2 separate regions of the Mus musculus genome follow, and region 2 is linked to region 1. The links are chromatin contacts, called in public Hi-C maps. All regions are on one chromosome and are shown on one strand. The core of a region is the stretch at or near the end of the contact, and the rest is flanking DNA. Distances in the headings are between cores, read along the strand shown. Region 1 has its middle 14 kb from the start of Gm34921. Region 2 overlaps Gm34983 (a long non-coding RNA gene).

The links. A called contact is a pair of places that touch in the nucleus more often than the background predicts.
Region 2: a contact with region 1 is called in a Hi-C map of Sertoli cells, with 2.9 times the contacts expected there. The contact joins two enhancer-like sites. A contact is called at or near these places in 1 of 39 promoter capture datasets (liver), 1 of 15 datasets of contacts at CTCF or cohesin (the NIH/3T3 cell line), 17 of 484 Hi-C or Micro-C datasets (the AML12 cell line, the HPC-5 cell line, the MNK3 cell line and 13 more) and 17 of 115 datasets of contacts at active chromatin or transcription factors (the 230-238 cell line, the HPC-7 cell line, bone marrow-derived macrophages and 10 more).

The regions. Positions count from the first base shown.
Region 1 is chr10:99,281,839-99,287,917 of GRCm38.p6, reverse strand. No RefSeq gene overlaps it. Among named protein-coding and RNA genes, the nearest start is that of Gm34921, 14 kb to the right of the region's middle. Within about 2 kb of position 2,892, at least 84 of the 459 cell types and tissues checked have an H3K27ac peak or open chromatin away from gene starts, as enhancers often do. A contact at or near this core is called in Sertoli cells and heart atrium, where this site is marked.
Region 2 is chr10:99,470,371-99,476,449 of GRCm38.p6, reverse strand. The region is part of intron 1 of Gm34983 (a long non-coding RNA gene); the gene reads right to left. Among named protein-coding and RNA genes, the nearest start is that of Gm35035, 13 kb to the right of the region's middle. Within about 2 kb of position 3,414, at least 11 of the 459 cell types and tissues checked have an H3K27ac peak or open chromatin away from gene starts, as enhancers often do. A contact at or near this core is called in Sertoli cells and heart atrium, where this site is marked.

The DNA of each region.
Region 1 (6,079 bases), core at 1,643-4,142:
ACTACATCAAGAGACTGCATCTAGCCGGGCGTGGTGGGACACGCCTTTAATCCCAGCACTTGGGAGACAGAAGCAGGCAGATTTCTGAGTTCGAGGCCAGCCTGGTCTACAGAGTGAGTTCCAGTTCCTGGACAGCCAGAGCTATACAGAGAAACCCTGTTTCGAAAAAGAGAGAGAGAGAGAGAGAGAGAGAGAGAGAGAGAGAGAGAGAGAGAGAGAGAGAACATCTTCCATTCCGCAGAACTCTTTCAGCAATAGCAGGCGCTTGCTGTTTGTCCTATCAGATCCTATGTTAGTCCAAATGCTTCCTTGTTATTATCAACAGATGACCCCCCTCCCCAAATGACCTAGGGGGGAAAATAGATGAAGAACATACAACCAATAATTTCTCTTCCTTCTAGGTCCTCCTTACTTATCGTCACATAAAAGGTACAAGGTTAGTAGGAGTTTGCATTTCCGGGGGTGGGGGAATGGGCTGTGCCCTTTTTTTTTTTTTTTTTAAATAGCGTTTCTACTCTCCAGGTACAAACAAAATGCACACAGGAAACGTGTCTATCAAAATGTCCCCACTTATATTTGCATTGAAAACTGGCCTTGAGTCTATGCAAAGATGAACAGTAAAATCCATGCTAAGGTCTTCTTTACTTAGATCTCCGGGAAATGGCAAATTGAAACCACCGTTGCAGGTTGAAGGTGAGGCTGGGGAGAGAAAGGAAGCGCCGTATGTTCCCTGCCTTTTAACCGTGTCTTCTTTCCCGCTGTTTGAACAAGAGGCGCTGGATTCTATTTTCAAAGTGGGCCACGCAAGTTAGGTATCCGCCCCTGGTGAGGAACGAACGAGGTCAAAACTGGGCCGTAGCTCAGCGGGATACAGACATTTGTCTGGCCGTTCCTTTTGACACCAGCATCCCACGCTCAATGCCCTCCGAGCGAATCTTATCTCCCTCTGGATTAAAGCCAAAATTCTCACCGTGCTTCTGCCTCTCCAACACCTCCCCTGCTCACCCGCCTTCCCTCCTCCGTGGCTCTGGCCAGGCTACCCTAAGTCATTTCTTCTAATCTGCTATGCATTCCCCTACCCCGGGGCACCCTTCCTGAAAGCAGCTTTGACCCCACCCACCCACCCTACCTATCCCCTTATCCTATTCACTTTGAATAGGATAAGGGGACCTCCACATCTCTTAATCTAGGGTAACCCCTCTCTTCTCGCTTTTCATTTCCATGCATATTGTAACTTCCCGCTTATTCTAGATCTCCTCCGCAGGAATGGAGCGCTGTGAAAATTTTGTTCTATTTTGCTCACTTCTCCCTACTCAAAACTAGGTCAGTACAAATACCCACTAATGAAGCCAACATACTTTATAAAGTATGAAGTCACTTAGATTGAGATAAGGAAAGCCTACTTAATATGAGACATAAATCTGAATGAGCTTTCAGACGACAAAATTATCTCTCACTGGGATCCACAAATGGGGCCTGATGTCCAAAAGTCAGGAAGTATTTTGTTTAAGGAAATCCACCCAAACAGGGCGCCAAGGAGCCTGTGGCTGGGAGAGGGGAAGCGGATTCTGCCTTTAATGAGCGCCATCACGAGCAATAACTAGGAACTAAAGCCTCCAGTTCTTCGGTTGCAAAGTGGACATGATATAATAATACCTGCCCTTCTCTCTCGCACCTTCTTCTGGGTGCAATACATGAGATTATAAATGCACACCTCTCTTTTTTTTTTCCAGTGCTGAAATATTAAGGAAATCTTTGCCCTGATCATTAAGGCAACAGTTGGCCCCGGGTAGGGGAACGGGCCAGCAGGGCTTGGGGCCATTAGCTAAGACTGGTGTTTGGAGAGAAAGCAATGAAAAGCCTCACAGCAGATGTGGATACTCGCTGGTCTCTCACTTGGTGACCCCCATACATCTCCCAGGCGACATGAATGTTACTGGGCCCAATTAGCATTACCCTTTCACATAACATTCAAATTCCTGGACTTCCGAGGGCAGCCGGCCATGGCCATATAAGGGAGGAACGGAAAAGCACAGATAAGAGGAAAGGAATGGAGAAAGCAAAAGGTTACAGGGGGCGGGGGAAGGAGGGTTTTACATTCCCCCACACAAAGAACAAGATGTTGCCCCAAATTCTGTTTTCTGGAGGGAAAGAATTAACAAAAGAACTTCTACCAAGAGGCAGGCCATTCTCTGTGCCACTACGAGCATGTGTGGTGGGGTCTAGTTGCTATTACTATGGCTAATTTGTTTCTACTTACAGGGTATGTTGTTGTGTGGTTTTCTTCTCTTGTTCAGTTCATCTTTCACGGCCTCTGCCATTTTCACTATGCACAGTTAGTCATACCAAATCCACTTTATGCCCTAAAAACGTATCCCTGCCTTGACACAAAGCAGAGCTCTGTACATCAGGGCTCTTGCCTCCACCAAAATAGATTTCTACAATTCATTTTCATGCTGACAATGTGCATGCAAAGACAGGAAGGCACAGAAAATCAAATTGCTCAAGATTTTAAGTCAGGAAGAAGAATCATTTTAAGCACCCCCCATCCCTCTCCAGACCCCCACCCCCACCCCCACCCCCACTAACGTTTCTGGTAATTTAAAGGCTCCAGAAAACTTAAGCAGAACACTTCTCAAATAAAAATAAAAATGCTTTGACGTGTACCAACAAAGGGAGGGAGAAAGGGTGTCAAAAGTGGGCCGGCTGACAGCTCTCCTGACAAGGAAACCCTGAACCCTATTTTTAAACCTATCTGTGTAATTTAGGAGAGAAGTCACCATGTCTCCTGATAAAGCCTTTGGAGGCGGCTGGAGGATAAGTGTGCGGTTCTGAGAAAGGCAGCGCCGCCCACACTGAGAAGGCAGAGCCTCGCTCGAGCTTCTGTCTTTTAGCAGAACCAAAAAGAAAGAAAGAAAAGTGCATTTCCTGGGGGTGCGGCAGGAGGGGACAGGAAGATGGAAGCAACTACCAAAAGAAAAAAGACACAGAAGGCCCCAGATCTGAAAATGGGGTAAGCACCCACCCCCACCCCACCCCACCCCCACATCATTACTGATAACAAGTCAAAGACGAGCACCTCGAGGGGATTAGGTGAATGGCATGGAGAGAATTTGCTCATGACTCAAGGCCTATGGAGTACCGTTATTTCAAGTAACTCCATGGAGAGGTGGGACAGATAGGGGAGCTGCTTCGCCTCCGTGTAACAGTGAGGAGGAGCAGAAATAAGGAGGCGAGATGATTTGGTACAGGGATGAGGGCGGCCCTTAACTCCCAGCTGTTTGCAATGGAGCTGATGATGCTGTACCTTTTGAGTATTGCCATTAAATAACAGTGCCAAGTAAGCGTTCCTTAACACCACCATAGTGAAAGGCTTGTCCCGAGGTCCATGAGACCTTGAGTCTGTGAAGAAGGTAGCCACCAAACAAGGCACTAGACACAGTGTCTTGCGGGGGTGTGGAGAACAAAGAAATAAGTGGGCTTCCTGCCTCCTTCAGCTTCTGATTAGACTAATACCTGGTCTCGACTTGTAAGCTGACTATGACCAGTCTACGCTCCTCAACCCCCAACCCCCTCTACTGGCATGCACATTAGTGCGCGCATGCGCAAGAGCGCAAACACGCCCCAGGCTATAGCCAAGAGCACAGCAGCCAGCTCTGGATGGTTGACCCTGACACAGGCCCCAAAGGGCAATGATGTGACCGAATGAATGGAGTCTCTTATTAAAAATTAATTTCTGTCAAGCCAGATTACATGTGAACACAGCCTCTTTGTGATCGCCACCGTGATTTCTGGAAACAAACATAGGCCCTACTGTTGCCAAAAGCAAGGCCAGCTTAGGACAGTCTTGAGTCTTGATTGGCCAACACAGCAACAGGTTCCCCAAGGCTCACAAAGGCATTTGTCCCGTGGAGGACAGAGAGCTGCCTCTTCTATTTCTCCTCCTGCCCTGCACCCACTGCCTAGTTAGAGACTGCAAAGCTTGCTTCAGAGTGGTCTTGTCGCCTGAGAGCTTAAGCTTTCCCCTGAGAAGACAGAAGGATCATAGCATCATTGCCCTAAGTTCAGGGCTGACACTGGGGAAACAAAAGAGATAGCATGTGTAGCCCTTGAAATGCAGAAGGCAGGCCCTGCAAGGACAATTATTCTGTCTCCTACCACCCCACTCCTGGGCACCTTACCTGGGACATTAGCTTCTGTAAAGTTGCTCCTCAGTTTAGCCCATTAGACCCAGAGTGGTGTGAGCAGTTTAACGTGTTATTTTCTTGTGGCACAGGGTGGAAGGAAACAGAGATCTGGGATTAAAACACTGTCGAGCAAATGCACAGATCTCATGCATCCATAAATGCAATCTTTGATTTCTCCATTACATCTTTGACATCTTCTATCATGAGAGTAAGAAGGGAGAGTTAGGGGGGGCAGGGTGCAATTCTTGGTGTTGCTATACCTTAATATAGTGGCAGTATTGGTGAGTTTGATCTGGCATCCTTGATATAGCATCATATGATCTTTTGTGAATGGCGAGAACCTCAGCATTTGTAATTTGTGCTAACTCTTCTGGCTGAGAAGGAATAAGAAGGCCCAGTGTGTGTGCGTCCATCTAAAAGAAGGTAACCAGAGGGATTTGTGAATATAATCATAGTTGCGTAGAAATATATACATATCCTTGTTAGTTTTGAGAGTGAGGATAGAATTTGGGTAGAGTTGCCCACACCCATCATCACCTTAGCACTTGGGGAACTGAACCAAAAGGATTGCTGTGAGTTTGAGACTACCCTGCTACCCTGCATAATAGGCAGACTATTAAAATCTAGTGTGTGTGTGTGTGTGTGTGTATATATATACATATATATGTATATATATACACGTATATATACGTATATATATACGTATATATATACATATACATATATATACAAGGCTCAGAGATTATCATGGAAGAGATGCTTGAAGATTGTAGGAGCCAGAGGTAAGGAACAGCTGCTGCGAAACAGCGTTTCTCAGACACAATAGGGTCCACGTATAATACGTGAACTCACAGTGAGATGCAAAAGACCTCCATAAAAGCAAGCCAGCCAAAATTCTAGCATGAGCAGTAGAAGGCTCATGAAGTATGATTTCCCCTAACTGAGGAGCCATTGGCAACTGATGGCTGCCAGGGGAGAGACAGTTTTCTCCATATACCACCTAGTTTCCTGTGGTCCTATGCTGGTGTACATCCTGGCAGTACTAGGTGGACTGGGTGGGGATGTGGGAGGAACTGGAAGGAATAGAGTGTGGAAATGGAATATGGAAAACACATATTTGAGTATGAAATTATCAAACAATAAATAGAAAAATGGCATGAACTCTAACACCCACCAGGAATATATGGATATTTATTTATAGACCACTGTACCATATATTACAGAACGTATTTTTTTTTTTGAAAGCCCAAGACCTGGCCATCAAGATATGGCTAAGCCACAAAATAATTCTATTTTAAAATGTCAAAATTACACAGAGCATATGCATAAACCACAAGAAAGGTAAATTGGAAATCAATGATGAAATGTATATAGGATCTACTTCCAAATACTGGTAATATTGCATAAGACCTAGAAAAAAATTGTCAGAGAAATAAGAAGATATACTGAGCTGAATGATAATGCCAGAGGAGTCCCTGCTTTGCTCTGTGTTTCCATTGCTGCTGCTGAAGTACCATGGCCCAAAGCAAGTTGGGGCAAAAAGAGTTTATTTTACTTATACTTCCACATCACAATCCATCACAGAAGGAAGTCAGGGCAGGGACTTGAGACGGGAATCAAAGCAGAAGCTATGAAGGAGTGATGCTTATTGGCTCGCTCAACCTGCTTTTTTAAATACCACAGGACTACCTGCCCAGAGATGGAACCACCCACCAGGAGTTGGGATCTCCCACATCAAGTATCAGTCAAGAACACGCCCCACAGACATGCATACTGATCCATCCTATGGTAGCTTTTAAAAATTATTATGAGGATCCCTTCTTCCAAGGTGACCCTATCTGGTGTCTAGTTGAAAGAAAAACGAGCCAGTTCCTCCCGAGTCTATCCCACTC
Region 2 (6,079 bases), core at 2,165-4,664, 190 kb before region 1:
GTTTCTGGTAAGATTCCCAGAAAGCTGGGTGTTTATAGCTGAGATGGGAGAAAGACGTCAAGCAGTTGTTAATTGGGCCAGAATCCCTGCTTCTCCGCTGGTACAAGGCATCGGCATGATTCCCGGGTGGGGGTGGGGGGCCCTTCCCTCTCACCGCTCCATAACTGTCCCTGTCTCCCTGGTCCGCCTCAGATAGGAATTATCTCCAAGGATTCATCTCCTTGAATTCTCCCTGCTCTGTTTGTTTTCCACTTGACATCACACATAATGTTTTTCTCTCCTAGTCACCACACAAAATATCATCCCATTACTATTGCATTTCAAAATCAGCGAGATGCCCTATTTTTAATAATAATCTTAATTATCAGTGATAATTACAATCTGTTGCAAAATGAGTCCAAAAACTCAAGACATCCCGATAATTTATAGTAACTCGTTCTGATCACAATGAGCCAAGATACAGTTTTTAAATATACATTTTTCTTTACGATTTATTTTTTAGATGTATTTATTTATTTGTTTGTTACTTATTTATGTATATGGATTGTGTGTGTATATTGGCATACCAGAAGAGGGCATTGGGTCCCCTGAGACTACAGCTATCGATGGTTGTGAACCATCATGCAGGTGCTGGAAATTGGACTGAGGACCTGTGGATGAGCATCCAGTACTATTAACGACTGAGTCATCTCTCCAACCCTCCCTTAAGGTATATTTTTAAAACATCTCTTTTATTAAAGAGATAGAATCAAAGGTGTGGTAAACATTTAATAAACACAAAAGGTATCTTTGAAAATATGTTGGATTTTTTTTACACTTGTTTATTTATGTATGCATTTGAGACAAGGTCTTGCTACGGAGCCAACATGGATGGAAATCATGGTCCTGCTGCTTCGTGCAGTTTGCCAAATTCTGAGGTGACATGGATAACCCGCCACATTCTGTTTGAATCCCATGAAGAAGACAAAATAAAATCGCTTCTCAGAGAAGTCCCCACCAACCGAGAGCGTGAGTGGAATAATCCAGTTCCAACCATGCACATCCACAGGCTGGCAAGTGGGGGTCGGGGGGGGGGGGCGGTCGGGGCAGGCTAGCAAGCGGGGGATGGGGGGGGGGGAGATGCTTCACGTAAGGAAGACGTAGCCAGGCTGCACATCATGTGACTTGCCTACACTAAAAGCAGACCTTGGCGAATACTGTGCCGCAATAATATAATTCCGGAAGGAAAAAGTCACCCGTCAATAATCACCAATAAATGTTCCTTTTCCTGAAGTGCAGAGTTCCATACTAAACAGTATGAACTAAGGAATTGAGAAGTCACAGCCTTTCCATTGCCTGAAACCCCAATTTAAGTCTCTCAAATCACGAAGCAAAACAGGGTTATTCTATGCCCCGCTCCCGCCTCCAAGTTCAACAGGAAGTGCCAAAGAAAAATCTGTTCTTAGAAGACTGGGCAACCAGAAGCTAAAGGATTTCCATTAAACTGTAGCAAATAGGACTGTTCCCCTGAGATTTCTAACCTAATTAGTCAGGCGAAAGCACCTTTCAGATATCTTTCTGCTCATGTGTTTAGAGATGATTTTAACAAAAAAAAAGAAAGAAAAAAGAAAAGAAACTGAACGTATTTCTCCGGCTGCTATCTATGGAACACAGCCTGTGCCACTTGAGGTAGGAGTCTAACAAAAGCAGACTGGGATGAAAATTAGAGTCCTCAGCAATGCAGACGTTGCCAGGCAGCTCTGGCTTAAAATAGTAATGGCTCGCTGCTCCATCGCTAGCTGACCCTCGATAGAGTGGGTCAAGTGTAGACGCAGGAAGGAATGACACTAGTTTAATCAAATGGATTTTTTTAAAAAGATTTATTTATGTCATTTATATGAGTACACTGTAGCTGTCTTCAGACACACCAGAAGAGGGCATCAGATCCCGTTACAGATGGTTGTGAGCCACCATGTGGTTGCTGGGAATTGAACTCAGGACCTCTGAAAGCGCAAGCAGCCAGTGCTCTTAACCGCTGAGCCACTTCCCCAGCCCACTGAATGGGATTTTCAATAATAACAAGTGAATCCTGGACCACAGTCAGTTACGTCACATGAAAAAGAGATGTTGAATGTTGAACACGCTTTGCTCCGAGGTGCCAACTCAAACTGCCTTCCAAACAGCTAAGCCCAGTTCAGCCTATTGGATAAGGTGTGATCTCATCTGGATGTTGGTCTCAGCGTTTGTGTTTGTGTTTTTATTACACCATATAAGCTGCACACACACGCATACACACAAATACGTATAAAAATTTAAGTAACTAAGTAAACGGTGCATCCCAAGCCAAGAAGTAGAGCACACTAGCCCCGAAGTCTCCTTTCCCATCGCTATTTGAGCTGGCCACGTTCTCCATCTTCTTCATCAGTGGTAATGGTATAGTTATACACACATTCCGGCACAATCGTTTCCTCTTACTCATTTCCATTTCCTCAGAACAGAAACGCGGTGCAGGCAGATTGTAGAGTATGACTTCTCTGTCTAACTGTAAGGACACTCAGCGATGTTGCCTGTGATTGTCATGCATTTACTTACATTACTGATCAATATTCTAAAGTCTTTCCAGTACACACAGATGGAGTGCATTGTACAAACATGACTTGTGATGTTTTTATCCTGGAAGTGATGGAGCTCTGTTTGTGTGTGTGTGTGTGTGTGTGTGTGTGTGTGTGTGTGTGTGTGTGTGTGTGTGTTTCCTTTGGTATGATCATATATCCAAAAACTAGAGAATCTAGTCATTTCATGCTTATAGTTACAAATTTTCCTCCAATTTTTAATTGAGGTATCCCATATCTTCTTGTATCTTCTGGTCTGTATCATTTCCTAGTCAGTATCTCCCTGGCTGGTGTTTTGGACATCCTGCTCCCGTGTGCATTTCCTGGTCCATTTGGACTTACTTCACTGTGGTGATGATCAAACCCTATCAGTTCTGCTTCCGTTCTTATCAGTCACTTACACAGCCCGCAAAGGCTGGGATGCCTTTTTTATTAAATCTACTGCTTAATGTTATAAAGAGAGATTTTTACAATCCAGGCCTGTATCTACTCCTTAAACGCATTAATGATGAATTTACACCAGAATAAAAGATGAAACTTGAGCTCTTCCTGCCACAAAATAGAAACAGTTTAGCTCAGAAATTCAAGGCCTAGGCTCCATCAATGCAGGCATTATGATCTCTTAACATATTGAATTGCTTTCTATTTTCTGAATGTAGTTGCAGACTTTGATATTGCAGCTAACACTAGGATTCTCTCGTCCCCTAACTGAAAGAGCCCTAAAATTACAGAGGGAGAAAGATGCAAGATGTTACTATGTTTCTTTCAGAGGCATTCTTCAACTATTTACCCAACATGCCCCAAGGTCAAGGGCAAGCTACACTGTCACTGAGAAAAAGCCTTTTCTCATAGAATCTCTGACCTGCAGGAATGCGGCCTGTTCTGAGAAGTCCTGGGTGTGCCCAGCAGAGAATCTCCCTCCCTTCTCTGGGCGCTGATCTTTTAAGCCTTTTGGGTCCTTTGGCTTGTGGCTGTAATCTGTCTGTTTTCATTGTCTTTCCATTACAAAGCAAAAGGAAAATCAAATACGTAGAAATACTGTTATAGAAAGGTCAATAGACTACTTACATTTTTCAGATATAAACAAATAAAAATGTGCATTTATTTCTTTCTTAAATCCACAGGTAGAATTCTGAAAGTAACCTGGCAGCCAGCCAGTCTAGACAATCAGTGAGTTCCTGATTCTGTGAAAGACTGTCTCAAAAAAGGAGAGAATGACGGAGGAAGACAGTTGCCCTTTGCCCTTGACTTGCACACATTGCCAAATGCACATGTGCAGATGCATATGAACAATCATGCCAATTATGCACATATATACAAGGCGGGAGGAGGGAAGGAGAGAGGTGGTTAAGTCCTGCAAATACTTTTTTTTTTCTCTTTGAGAAAGGATCTTGGAAAAGTCGGGGCTACAGACCATCGCCACCCCATAGCTTTTACGTGGGTGCTAGGAATACGAACTTACATCATCAGGTTTGATGACTGTGTGTCAGGTACTCAATGATTGAAGCACATTTTCCAATTCCAAGCATCCTTCTTTAAGCGCAGAACTACAAAGGTCATACAAAGATGAGAGCAGCCAAAGGCAATATTGGAAAGGAATTGTTCAAAAGCCAGACCTTCCCAGGGATTTCCGTTTTAATTCTCTTCTTGCTACCACAGCTGCTGTTATTGTCAAAATGAATACCAGGGAAGCACAAAGTGTATAAATGAAAGAAGTCCTGTGAGGTATGATATAAAAACAGCAATTGTTACTGAGGGAAAAATAAAGCCAACTGTTTAGCTGAACGGGATGATGCATTTAGTCAGAACAGTGCTGCAGGGAGACAGCCTAGGGTCTTCAAGAAGCACTTTAGGGAGGTTTAATTGTCTGGAGTGCATTGACACATGTACACTCTCAGAGGTGTCTGTATGGGGACGATTTCCTAATGGATAGCTGCATCTATATCCCTAACAAACATCTGTGACAACAAAAACATTGTCTTTTTTTTTTCCTTTTTGGTTTGTGTTTGTTTTTGTTTGGCTTTGGAGACCAGTTTTCTTTGTGTGGATCTGGCTGTCCCTGAACCCCCCAGGCTGGCCTCAAACTCAGAAATCTGCCTGCCTCCGCCTCCAAAATCCTGGGATTAAAAGCATATGCGTCTACCACCAGGCTGACAAAACATTTTCAGTTGTGCACCATAGTGAATTACTGTGTTCTCTTTGCCTTTATATCTGTCTCATATTTTACAGGATAGCTAGTGAAACATTATACTCCTAGCCTAAAGTGAATATTTGTTGAGTGAATACATAAACTCAGTAGCCTAAATTTTATCCCATTTTGAAGATTTAATTTGAATGGGAGTACATACCTGTGGTTTTTAAAAAAGAAAAGCCATAAAAAACTTCTAGGGCTGTAGGCTAAAGCTTTGTAGGCAAGAAACGGTTTGAATGAAGTATAAAATAAGATGTTTGTTTTTCTGGTTTTCCAGTAATTGCTGTGGCCCTGTATTAACAGTGTTAGTGTAATGTATACTCTGCTATCCTCACACTGGTGACCAGATCATCAAGTCTGATGAGTCCCCCAGGGAAGATGTTAATTTATTCAAGTTTACTTGACTTGGAAGAAATGTTCTCATTTCCCCTAATGTGACAATAAGTTATGTCCTTCTCTGCCATAGACTCTCAGGTAGCGTGGGTACCCAATACGGTGAAGTTTTAAACTTTATTAAATTATTTTATTCTTATATGTCTATCTATGTCTATATGTCTTATATGTCTATACAAACCATCTGTGATGGTTTGTATGTGCTTAGCCCAGGGAGTGGCACTTTTAGAAGGTGTGGCCCTGTGGAGTAGATGTGGCCTTGTTGGAGTAGGTATGTCACTGTGGGTGTGGGCTTTAAGACCCTCATTCTACCTGCCTAGAAGTCAGTATTCTGCTAGCAGCCTTCAGATGAAGATATAGAACTCTCAGCTCCTCCTGCACCATGCTTGCCTGGACAATGATATGTTCCTGCCTTGAAGATAATGGACTGAACCTCTGAACCTGTAAGCCAGCCCCCATCAAATGTTGGAGATATATATATCGCCTTGGTCATGTCTGTTCACAGCAGTAAAACCCTAAGACACCATCTAATTGTGATCTCAGAACTTGGTAGTGGGTCCTGTGTTCTCCCACTGTGCACAGAAGCCAGCAAAGACATATGCCCATATAATCTGAATTTGTGGGTGCTATAGGCATTCACATTATGGTTGATAGCTATCTGTGTCTGAAAGTTCATATGCAAAAGTTGAGAGGGTTTGAGTCATATTTGCCCAATGTCTCACTTTGATCTTAGAGAGCCTGGACTATTTGTATGAGGGTGTGTGTGTGTGTGTGTGTGTGTGTAAAACATCTATTAAATTTGTCCTTTGACAATTTTATATGTGTATATAATACATTCTGACTACTCTTACACATACTCTCTCATCTCCCTCCCAGATCTGTCACCATCTCCACCCACAAGCCT